Regions from separate parts of the Mus musculus genome. Here region 2 is linked to region 1. The links are chromatin contacts, called in public HiChIP or PLAC-seq maps. All regions are on one chromosome and are shown on one strand. Each heading gives the region's core, a stretch centred on a gene start, on an enhancer-like site or on the middle of the called end of the contact. The rest is flanking DNA. Distances are from core to core; before and after follow the strand shown.

Evidence for each region. HiChIP or PLAC-seq counts read pairs in DNA pulled down with a chosen protein or histone mark.
Region 2: a contact with region 1 is called in an H3K27ac HiChIP or PLAC-seq map of embryonic stem cells, with 2.6 times the contacts expected there. The contact joins two enhancer-like sites. A contact is called at or near these places in 4 of 115 datasets of contacts at active chromatin or transcription factors (all in embryonic stem cells) and 1 of 9 other capture datasets (embryonic stem cells).

What each region holds. Positions count from the first base shown.
Region 1 is chr4:5,512,761-5,518,166 of GRCm38.p6, forward strand. No RefSeq gene overlaps it. Among named protein-coding and RNA genes, the nearest start is that of 4930423M02Rik, 120 kb to the right of the region's middle. Within about 2 kb of position 2,916, at least 10 of the 459 cell types and tissues checked have an H3K27ac peak or open chromatin away from gene starts, as enhancers often do. A contact at or near this core is called in embryonic stem cells, where this site is marked.
Region 2 is chr4:5,802,939-5,807,877 of GRCm38.p6, forward strand. No RefSeq gene overlaps it. Among named protein-coding and RNA genes, the nearest start is that of Gm24337, 120 kb to the left of the region's middle. Within about 2 kb of position 2,518, at least 9 of the 459 cell types and tissues checked have an H3K27ac peak or open chromatin away from gene starts, as enhancers often do. A contact at or near this core is called in embryonic stem cells, where this site is marked.

The DNA of each region.
Region 1 (5,406 bases), core at 1,666-4,165:
GCAGTTGGTCCTGGATGATATAAGAATGAGACCCAAACATGAGACCCAAGAGCAAGGCAGTGAGCATACTGAGACATGATTTCTGCTTTAGTTCCTGCCCTGACTGTACTTCATGATGGACTCTAAATTTTGAGATGAAATAAATCATTTGCCCTGAGTTGTTTTTGGTTATGATGTTTCTACAGCAACAAAAAAGCCAACAAGGACAAATATTGTTTGTCAAACCCAGAGCCTCATGCACATTAGGAAAGAAATCTACCATTGAGCTACAACCTGTCTAGGGAATTTTAAAGTAATTTTGAAAAGACTTCCGAAAGGCCCAACAATTCTAAAGGATGTCAGTGATAAGCACCCATTACTACACAATTTCTTTTTCATATTCTAAGTTCCCGACGTGCTTCTTTTCGAATATTTATTTATTTATTTATTTATTTATTTATTTATTTATTTATTTGGGAAAATCCACCTAACACAACACTGAGGATTTTTGAGTGTTCAGTGAAATGAAGAGCCACCAAAGAACAGGATGTCAACAAATGAAGTGCTAAGATATAATTTGCTTTGATAATGATTCATGAACCAAAAATATTACTTTTACACAGTAAAGAAGAATTTTACCAGAGGCAGCAAACAAAGGAAGCCAAAGCAGGAGACAAGAAACCACACAGTACAAAAAGCAGAGGAGCTGTTGATGTTCTGTTCAGGAATTTGTCTCCTGTGCTGATGTGCTCAAGGCAGTTATCCAGTTTATATTCTATTAGATTTAGTGTGTCCAGTTTTATGCTGAGGTCTTTGATCCACTTGGACTTGTGTTCTGTGCAGGGTGGTAAATGTGGATCTACTTGCTTTCTTCTACATGTAGACATCCAGTTAGTCCAGCACTATTTGTTGAAGACACTTTCTTTTATCCATTGTATTGTTTTGGCTTCTTTGTCAAATATCAAATATTGATGGGTGTGTGCTTTTTTTCTGGGTCTTCAATTCTATTCTGTTGATCAACCTGTCTGTTTTTATACCAATACCATACAGTTTTTATTACTATTTCTCTGTAGTACAGCTTGAAGTCAGGGATGGTAATACTTCTAGACGTTCTTTTATTGTACAGGATTGTTTTAGCTATTCTGACATGTTTTTGTTATTGTTGTTTTTCTGTATGAAGTTGAGAATTACTCTTTCATGTAAAGAGTTGTGCTGGAATTTTGATGGGAATTGCATCGAACCTGTAAGATGGTAATTTTTACTATGATGGTTCTACCAATCCATGAGCATGGAAGACTTTTCTTACTTGTGACATTTTATTCCATTTCTTTCTTCAGAGATTTGAAGTTCTGAACAGAACACTAACGGCACTAAGATCAACAATTAATAAATGGCATCTCATGTAACTGAAAAGCTTTTGCAAGGCAAAGGACACTACCAATAAGGCAAAACAGCAACCTAAATGATGGGAGAAGACCTTCACCAACCCTACACCAGACAGAGGACTGATATACAAAATATATAAAGAACTCAATAAACGAGACATCAACAAACCAAATATCCCAATTAAAAAATGGGGTACAGAGCCAAACAATTTTCAACAAGAATCTCTAATGGCCAAGACACACTAGGAAAATGTTCAACTCCCTTAGCCATCAGGGAAATGCAAATCAAAATGACTTTGAGATTCCATCTTACACCTCTCAGAATGGTTAAGATCAAAAACTCAAGTGACAACAAATGTTGTAAAAATGGTTACATATTTATGTACTCAAAGCTGCTTGATTCTTTTAAGTATATACCCAGAAACAGAATTCTGGATAATAAAATAATTCTATTTTCAATTTGAGAAGGAGTAATCATCATAATTTCCTATGGTTCTCCATTGTGGCTATAACACATGATGTTCCAACTTATCCAAATCCATGCCAACACTTGCTATTTTCCGTTGTGTCATTATTGATTGATGATATCACCTGATGGTTTTGAGTTATATATCATGGAATATTAACAGTAATGAACATCTTTCCATTTATTTATTGGCCATTTGTATGTCTTCCCTGGAGGACCATCTATACAAGGCTTTATCATTTTATTATATTGTTTATTCTTTTGCATTTTAACAATATCTATCCATGCTTCAAGTTAGGCTGTTTTTTATTACTTACTAATTAAAATGTATTACATTTAATAGCAGTTAATTTAGAGAACACCTATCTATAGAGTATTCTCTCCAGACTCAGATATACAAGTGAATTTAGAGAACAAATTTAGGAGACTAGATTATTTCCTGTGCAGTTTCTTTTTCTATTAGGGAACAGCATATTCCTGCATTTAATTAATGTATTCTAATTAAAGAGTGATAGAACATTGCTTATGAAAATAAGGAAACAGGACTTCAGTTCTGTCATTTTATGTGACCACTTGTTTTTGTTTAAAGACAGTAGTGTGTTGGGCTCAACTTTTTTAATTTGGTAAATGCAAATGTCAGTTTATGCCACAGACCCTCTTGGTCCCCTGTCTGCGTAGAACGGGGTCTCTGGTTGTAGATGGGCAAGGAGTCAGTGAAAATGACAGACAAATTCAACACTAGAGGTTGTGTAGAATCTGAATGTAATTTGTCAAGTCGAGCATCGAACTTTTTATACAGAAGAATAACAAGAAACCAGGCGAGATACATCCACCGAGTTACAGTGACACAATACAAAAGGAATGTATACAGCAAAAGAAGGCGGGGACCAGGCCGAAGCCACTAAAAAGGGAGCCAGGTGTAAAGCTAGTCTATTCTTAAGCCCACCACCAGGGGTTCTTCGTAAATGCCTGATTTATGCTGTTTCTTTGGGCCAAGTGAAGAAACCTGTCTCAGGGGGATTCCCTAACACTTTCCTGGTGTACCCACCTGTATGCTAGGCCATTGTGAATTCCCTTGTCTGGGTAAGACTGGTTATTGTCTCAAGTAAACACTCCGCAGACCAGCCCGAGCTATTGGGCTCGGTTCTTTGTAATGCCTAATTAGTTTCACTGTCTCTACTGGAAGTAAATTTGAATGTTACTGAATAGGTAACCTTCTCACTGAATTCCTACTGAATTCCCAGTTTGTTGGCTTCAAGGATTTTCTGGGACATTGGAACACTGGCAAAGGCTTAGCTATGTCAGAATTCAATCTTAAAGGCACTTATAATAAAATAATACTAAAAGAGAGCACGTGGATCCATACACCAGACTAACTCGGGGATAGGGTATACGGGTTATTAGAACGCCAAAGTTCCAGGAGGTGAGTTTCTGTGAAACTCTTTGCCTCATGAGTGCTCCCAGGCCTCGCGGCCTGCCAAGCAAACTTCACTGGAGTGTGTGTAGCAATGCATTAGTAACAGCTTTCTAATGTTTTATTTGTTTTCAAATAATAGCAATGAGACAAGAAAATAAAGGCTAATAATTTGAATTGTTTCCTGTATAAGATTTGGAAGTCTGGGATATGAATTTGCTTAATATTACTGATTCTTGTGGTGTAATCAGCAGGTTCAATAAAATTTCTAGTGCCAGTATTTCTAATGTGACTACTATTACTGTGTCATTTAAATGTTATTATTTTTAAAAATCAGTATATTACCAAAGAACAACTTAAGTGTCCACTGTGGGAGTCTCACACATGAGGAGTGCCATACCAACACAACCTGTGTCCATTTTCTCATTTCTTTACTATTTAAGGGGTGACAATGGGTGACTGTGATACAGTCCATGCAGAGGTGACCTTGTCACAGAACCAAAGTTTATGAGAGACGTGACTATTACCCCCGTTATTCCTGGAAGTAATGTGGCATGATTAAAATCATTCTTTATCAGAGTGACATTTTAATACATTTAAAACATGATAAAGTGATGAAACAGAGCATGTAAGCGTAGGAGGTAGCTGAACCAACAGCTGTTTGTATCACAGCAGTACTGTCCCAAATGCTCACACTGATTTCCTCCATGGTCTTATGTGGACCATGATATCACCTTATAGAGTGTGGCTAACTGTACCAGTCATCAGGGCCTGATCTAATAGTATCCCTTAAGCCATTCCCTAGGACGTGGAAGCCACGATAGCAGTCCATCTGTTTGGAAGTGGCATGTATCTGCATAGAATGTTCCTGGTGGATGCTATGTGCCAGTTGTTGAATGATGAGCTGAGAAATACCTAAGGCAGCCAGAGTCAATTTTCCCCATCCTTTTAGTTGGCTCTGAGGGATGAAAATGTCAGTGTTTCCATAAATCTAGACTGCCTCAGAGATCCATCCAAATTGGCCACTGCCCTTTCTGCTCCACATAAGTCCTACTGCCAAGCGCCTCCTTTCTGTCTCTTTTCAAAATAAAACGTGAGTATGGAATTGAGTTCGTTCAGAAGTCATGAGGTAGAACAGAATAGGTCTGTGCATTGTTTAATTCTTTAACAAATAAGATGGGGACAGTCCATTTTTCAATCTTGTGCTGAGATACAATATACAACATAATTCATGCACAAATGCCAGCCTGGTAAATGTCACAGACTAAACAGCATTGCCACCAATGACAAATCAAAAGGAAAATTAGTGACATGCTAGCAAAGCCTTGATTTATTTCTAATCATGATTCTCTCTAGGGATCACCATTGTCTTTATGCACTCTGTCATCAAGATGACTGCTACTCATACTGGACCTCCTCTAATTTTCCGATGTGTGTTTTTATAGGACTGAGTAAGTACACAAGTCTATATTTAGGAATTATTTGTTTTTATGGATCATGATCATTAATTCTCAGTGTTATATAGTCTACTATTATAAAAATGGACACAGTGTTTGTAGTGTGTTATTAATGGACATTGAGAATTTTGAAATATGTTTATTAATTCTTTGAGAAATTGATGAATATTTCTATCATATTCATTCCTAGCTCCTCCTTTTAACTCCTCCAGGATCTACCACCCATGTCTCTCCCCTCCTCAACTTTGTGTCTTTTCCTTCTTCGTTTCTTCTTTTTTTAAATAATCCATCATAGGTTCTGTCCATATACTCCTGGATGTAGAGCCATGATCTTAGGTGTCAGGAGCTGCACCCTTAAAGAAAACTAAATCCCCAATTTTCCTCAAAAAGTCCTATGGCTTCTTCCCTGTGTGGGGGGACTCATGAACTCCTTCCTACTCTTTGCTAAAATGTTGGATGAATCTTACACAGGCAGTGGCAGTTGCTGTGAGTTGTAAGTACAACATCCTGGGAATATAATAAGTGATACTTCAACATTCTTATTTGTGGTTCTGAGTTTTTATCTGAACAGTAGCTCCCTGACAGAAGAAAAGTTGCTAGGTTGTATGATGTGATATATCCATCTCCATAGTGTTTAATATGAGTTATAACTACATTATAGTTTGCAATTCCCTGGTGACTAATATAATTAGGAGTCTTGTGCTT
Region 2 (4,939 bases), core at 1,268-3,767, 290 kb after region 1:
TCACAAGATGACGGATGGCAGTGCATCAGGATGCACAGGCTAGAAAGTCACTCTCTAATATAGCTTTCATGGCAAGTAACCTCAATTCCTCACAGGAAAATTCTCTCCAGTATTCATCAGTTCATCAGGGTTCTTCAGAAGAACAGAACTTATAGAATGAATATATACAAAAATACTAATACACACACACACACAATTGGGATTAATTACAATGGCATATAGGCTATAGGGCTATGTTTCAGCTAGTCCACCAATGGTTGTCTACCAAGAAGAAGCCCAAAAATCCAGTAGTTGTTCAGTCTGAGAGTCAAGATGTCTCATCTGTCCTTCATTATACATCAGGATCCCAAAACAGGCTCTAAGGCCAATAAAAGAAGGGACTTGCTATCAAGAACAGAGAGCAAACTTCCTTCTTCCATTACCTTTGCATAGGCTGCCAGGAGAAGATGTGTCCCAGATTAAAGATCCCAATTCAAAGATCAAGATTAAAAGTAGGTCTTCTCACTACAAATGATTTACAAAAAAAATAAATAAAAATAAAAAAATAAAATAAAATAAAATTCCTTGTGGTGGTGAACCCAATCATTTATATTTTAGTTAATTTCATATGCAGTCAAGATAACAACAGAGAGTAGCCATCTGCCTTATGCTTTAGGAATAACTAAGGACTGAGTGAAGAAGGCAGGACTGTCCTGTGTCCTACATCTCTATCACAATCAGAGCATTAGAGGAAGTGAACCGCAAATACAGCCCACACAGGCAAGAGCAAGGTGTGCTTTATGAATATGGCTTTGGATTGGAGTTTATTTATTTACTTATTCAGTTGGTTGATTTTAATTTGCTGGTACTTGGAATAGAACTAAAAACTGAACACATAACCTTGCACATGCTAAACAAAAGCTCTACCACGGGGCTGTACCCCCTGCAAGAAGGCCCCATGATAATGGATGAAAGTCAAAGAACAAGCAGCCATAATTTTAAACCATGGGCTGCTGTGACTCAGGAGTGTGTTGTTTTCTGAAGACTATTCACTCTCCCCTTAGTTTCAAGGATACTCTTTCAAGACAACAATCCAACTTTTTTTTTTTTTTAGTCCCTGGGCAATCTTACTAGCTTGTGGTTATTGTCATGGCTACAAATCCAGCCTGTGTAAGCCTACATTGTGCCCTTATTAAAGTATAGCTTCCTGATAATTATATACCTTGTGAGAGAGGGAAAAAATCTCCTAGGATGACAGTCCTAGGTTTCACAGTGTATAACACAGCAGTCCAGAGTATATGATAGATAATAAGTGTTTACTGGTAGTGATGTGAAATTTTGGCAGCAACAGTTGGCAAGGCATGGTGGTGTTTGTCTTTACTCTGAGGATCCCTTATCAAAAAACATGCTTGGGATCAGAGTATTTAGAATTTTTCAGATTTTTAGATTTGAGGATATTTGCATAGACTTTACTAATCAATGATCATAATGCAAAAATCTTGAAATCTTAAATGCCCCAAAATAGGAACTCAGAGCATCAAGTTGTCTTCAAACTTCAGAGCAATTCTGATTTTTAATCACATTCACCTTGCTTCATGTTTAAGCCCCAGCCTAAAATATAAACTCTGTCCCAAGGAGACCCAAGTGGCACTTTCTACCCATATATTAGAGATGAAAAACATCAGCCCCTTGGAGATGAAGGGGATGAAGGAGATGAAGACCCCATGGGAAGCAGGTGCTGGATAAACTTGAACTCAACACCACAATCCCTGCTCCAATTGTCTATGAGCTTTATTCAAAACCAGAGCGAGAGTTTATGCACAGAACAGAAGGGACCTTCAGCTCATTTGACCATTAAATCTGCTGCCAAGGTGTGTAAATGTGTTAAAGGCGTTTCAACTTCCAGCAATTCCCCGTTCACCTAAATGGGATCCCATAAATCTAGAAAAAAAGACTTCAACTGTTCCAACCTGAGTAGCAAACACTGAATTCAGAGAGACAAGGCCATTGGAAGATCATTCTTCCTTGCCGATTTTTAAGTGACATCCTGCCTTTTTTGGATCAAGGCTGTTTGGAAGGCTAAAGAGCAGAGACAAATAGCCACAAATCTACAGTCAGGAAACACATGAGGACTGTTTGAGGAGTCAGCATCTCTCTGTTCTCAAAGCCTTGTGGGGGTGCATGCTGTGCGGATGCTTTAGGAAACAAAGAGATCAAGGATGTCTGTAAGTTAAAGCTGAACTGGCCATCTTAGCTCAGAAAAGAGGACTGAGCTCACTACCCTTTAGAAAATGTCAAACCTAACTCATTCAATTATTAGCTCAGGAAATGGCTGTAAGGTGTGTCATTCTTGCCTGGGCACACACTACACTGTAAGGACACCCACCTTAAAGCTTCATACAGACCTCTCTCCAAGGTGATTTCAAGAGGATTCACCCTCTTGCTTTCTCTGAAACCTGGCAGAAAGGACTGCCAGAGGAGATGGCTCAGCATTTGCATCTCATCCCTCCACAATCTGAGACACCCCCACACACACACCCTGTTTAACAGGTGATCTTCATTTCCTCACCTATAAAAAGGGCAGGGTCATGTAATGCCTGTATTTCTTGACAGTTTGAATTTTGAAGCATTAAGATACATTTAAAGAATATGAAAAATTATTTTCTTATACTTTATTGGTGAATAGGGGACAGATGAGGCCCAGACACTGCACTGAATGGCACTTTATGCACTAGCTGCCATCCAGTGTTAGTTGGAAAAGGAAATGGGGTCTATCAAAGGATTCTTCTTGAATAGAAGGGACCTTCAGAAAGACTCATTAGCCTTTCTGATTGACAGAAGCTGACAGATGGGATGCAGCCAGACATACACCAAGTCACAGTGCTTTGGGGATGAAAATGAGCCTTTCACTAGCTGAACACTCCATTCATCTCAGTCTTAAACAAGTATTAGTGTCTTGAATGCTGCTCTAGGATTAGCCCTCAGTCACATTCTTTGACTCTCAAGAATTTTAGGATTAAATAAGAATCCACCTTGCCAACAGAGTATCTGAGAATTATGCTTTTTCTCAAAGACACCCATTCAATAATTAGGAAGAAGGAAACAAACCAAGGTTAATAAGACATCCTAAGACTCCTTTGTGTGTTTGAAAACGAATCTTGGAATCTAGTCTGGTAGAAGCTGGGTTTGATCCTCACCACGAAGTTGCATTGCAGAATTTTCTCAGACACGAAAAATATTGTATGTACTGACTGGTGATTCTTCCTTATAATAGTAGGTTACAAAAATTCATGTTTATTTGCATCAGGACTGAAGCTTCTGGGACTGACAGGAGTGATCAGTGGTCCTCCAGCTTGTTGCACAGCAAAGAAAAAGCTACAGAGAAATACGGTAAGACACTCATGTGACTATATAGAGCCTGCAGGCTGGTTGGTGGCACTAGAATGGAAGAAGCTGGTATTCTGACCTCACCAAGGAGGAATTTGCTGCCAAATCTTAGTATTCCATGTGGAGAAAGAGCAGCAATTTGTGAGCAAGCCTGCTCCAGGTGTTCCGTGATGCCGAAATGAAACAGTAAGAACCTAAATATCTGGTAGAAATCCTTTGAAGTTTGATCTTTCCTAAGGCAGGTGACAGGCTGCTTCCCTGCCCTGACAAGAATCTGGTCATTGGAAGTTGATCTCTACAGTTCACTGGATTGCTAAGATAGGATTATTGGTAGGTTGGCATATGATACACACTTTCAGCATGACTTCAACTTCCAGTGGATTTGTGATGTAATTCACAGGGAAGCTGGAGTACCTGTATTCCTGTCCAATGTGTCTTGCCTCAAAAACTACACATTGGCTACTTTGATTCAAAATTTTCCTATTAGGATTAGATAACTGTTTATTATTTAACCCTGGATGTCATAAAACTTCATACAGATAAAGCATTCTAAGAAATTTGAGAAAATTTTGAAGTTACTACCTACATTTTAACTGTTGCTTCTGTAAATACTTTATAGATGGCTAGTGGTCTTCAGAAGTGATTTCTCAAGTCAGATTTCTATATCTGCAAAACTCCAGGCATCCCCTGCCTATAATATACCCCATTGTCTTTACTCTCTACCCACAGCTGCTGCCACAGCATGGCTCTGCCTCAGTTTCCCAAAGGTTCCCTCCCTGAAGATATGCACTGTCACTATGGTATGACCCATGCCTAGCAGACCACCTGGCATGGACTGGAAGGAGAAGATCTGGGATCTCTCTATGATTCCTAGTCTTGGAGAAGAATGGGTCTGTGGAATGGCTTCCAAGTGAGCTACTAGATGTTAACCATTGAGGATCTCCCAGCAGATTAGCAGCAACACGCCTGACTCAGAAGCCACTCATGCATGCTTCCACTGTGCACACTGACCTACCCACAGGCTCACCCTCTGTTCTCTAGAATTCTGCTATCAGGGCTGAGGAGGAAAGAGCAAGCCACTTTTGAATGCAATTGTTCCCATGGTGGGAAACTACTGCACTGGTGGCTTTCAATTGATAATATCTGGAAGGTCTCCTGCAAGAAGCAGGAGAAGACCTCACTACACCCTCCTTAAGTGCATTCTTTGCCTTCTCAAGGATAAATGAGTCACCAATTTTCAAGGATTGGTAAGCTCACATAAATGTTTCTAGTGCTTTCTTCTTGTACATAATGGAGGGATTACAGCAGCAAGGTGAGCTCCTTGCGTGAGTATATCTAAGCCAGGCTGGACGATGTCCTGGCCCTTGCACTCTCAGGGCAAGTTCTAGGCCATCATTGGAGTTACTGAGCATTTTAATTTGGTGGGAAGTGCGGAAATACATGCCTTGGTAACGCCCTAGGCCTGTAGCTATTTCAATGAAAGCTTTTATTTTCCCCTACTGAGCTGACAAATGCACATGATTGGGAAGTGTATGGCTCCTGCCTGTGGCTGGGAGAGGCTGGAGGTAGTGGG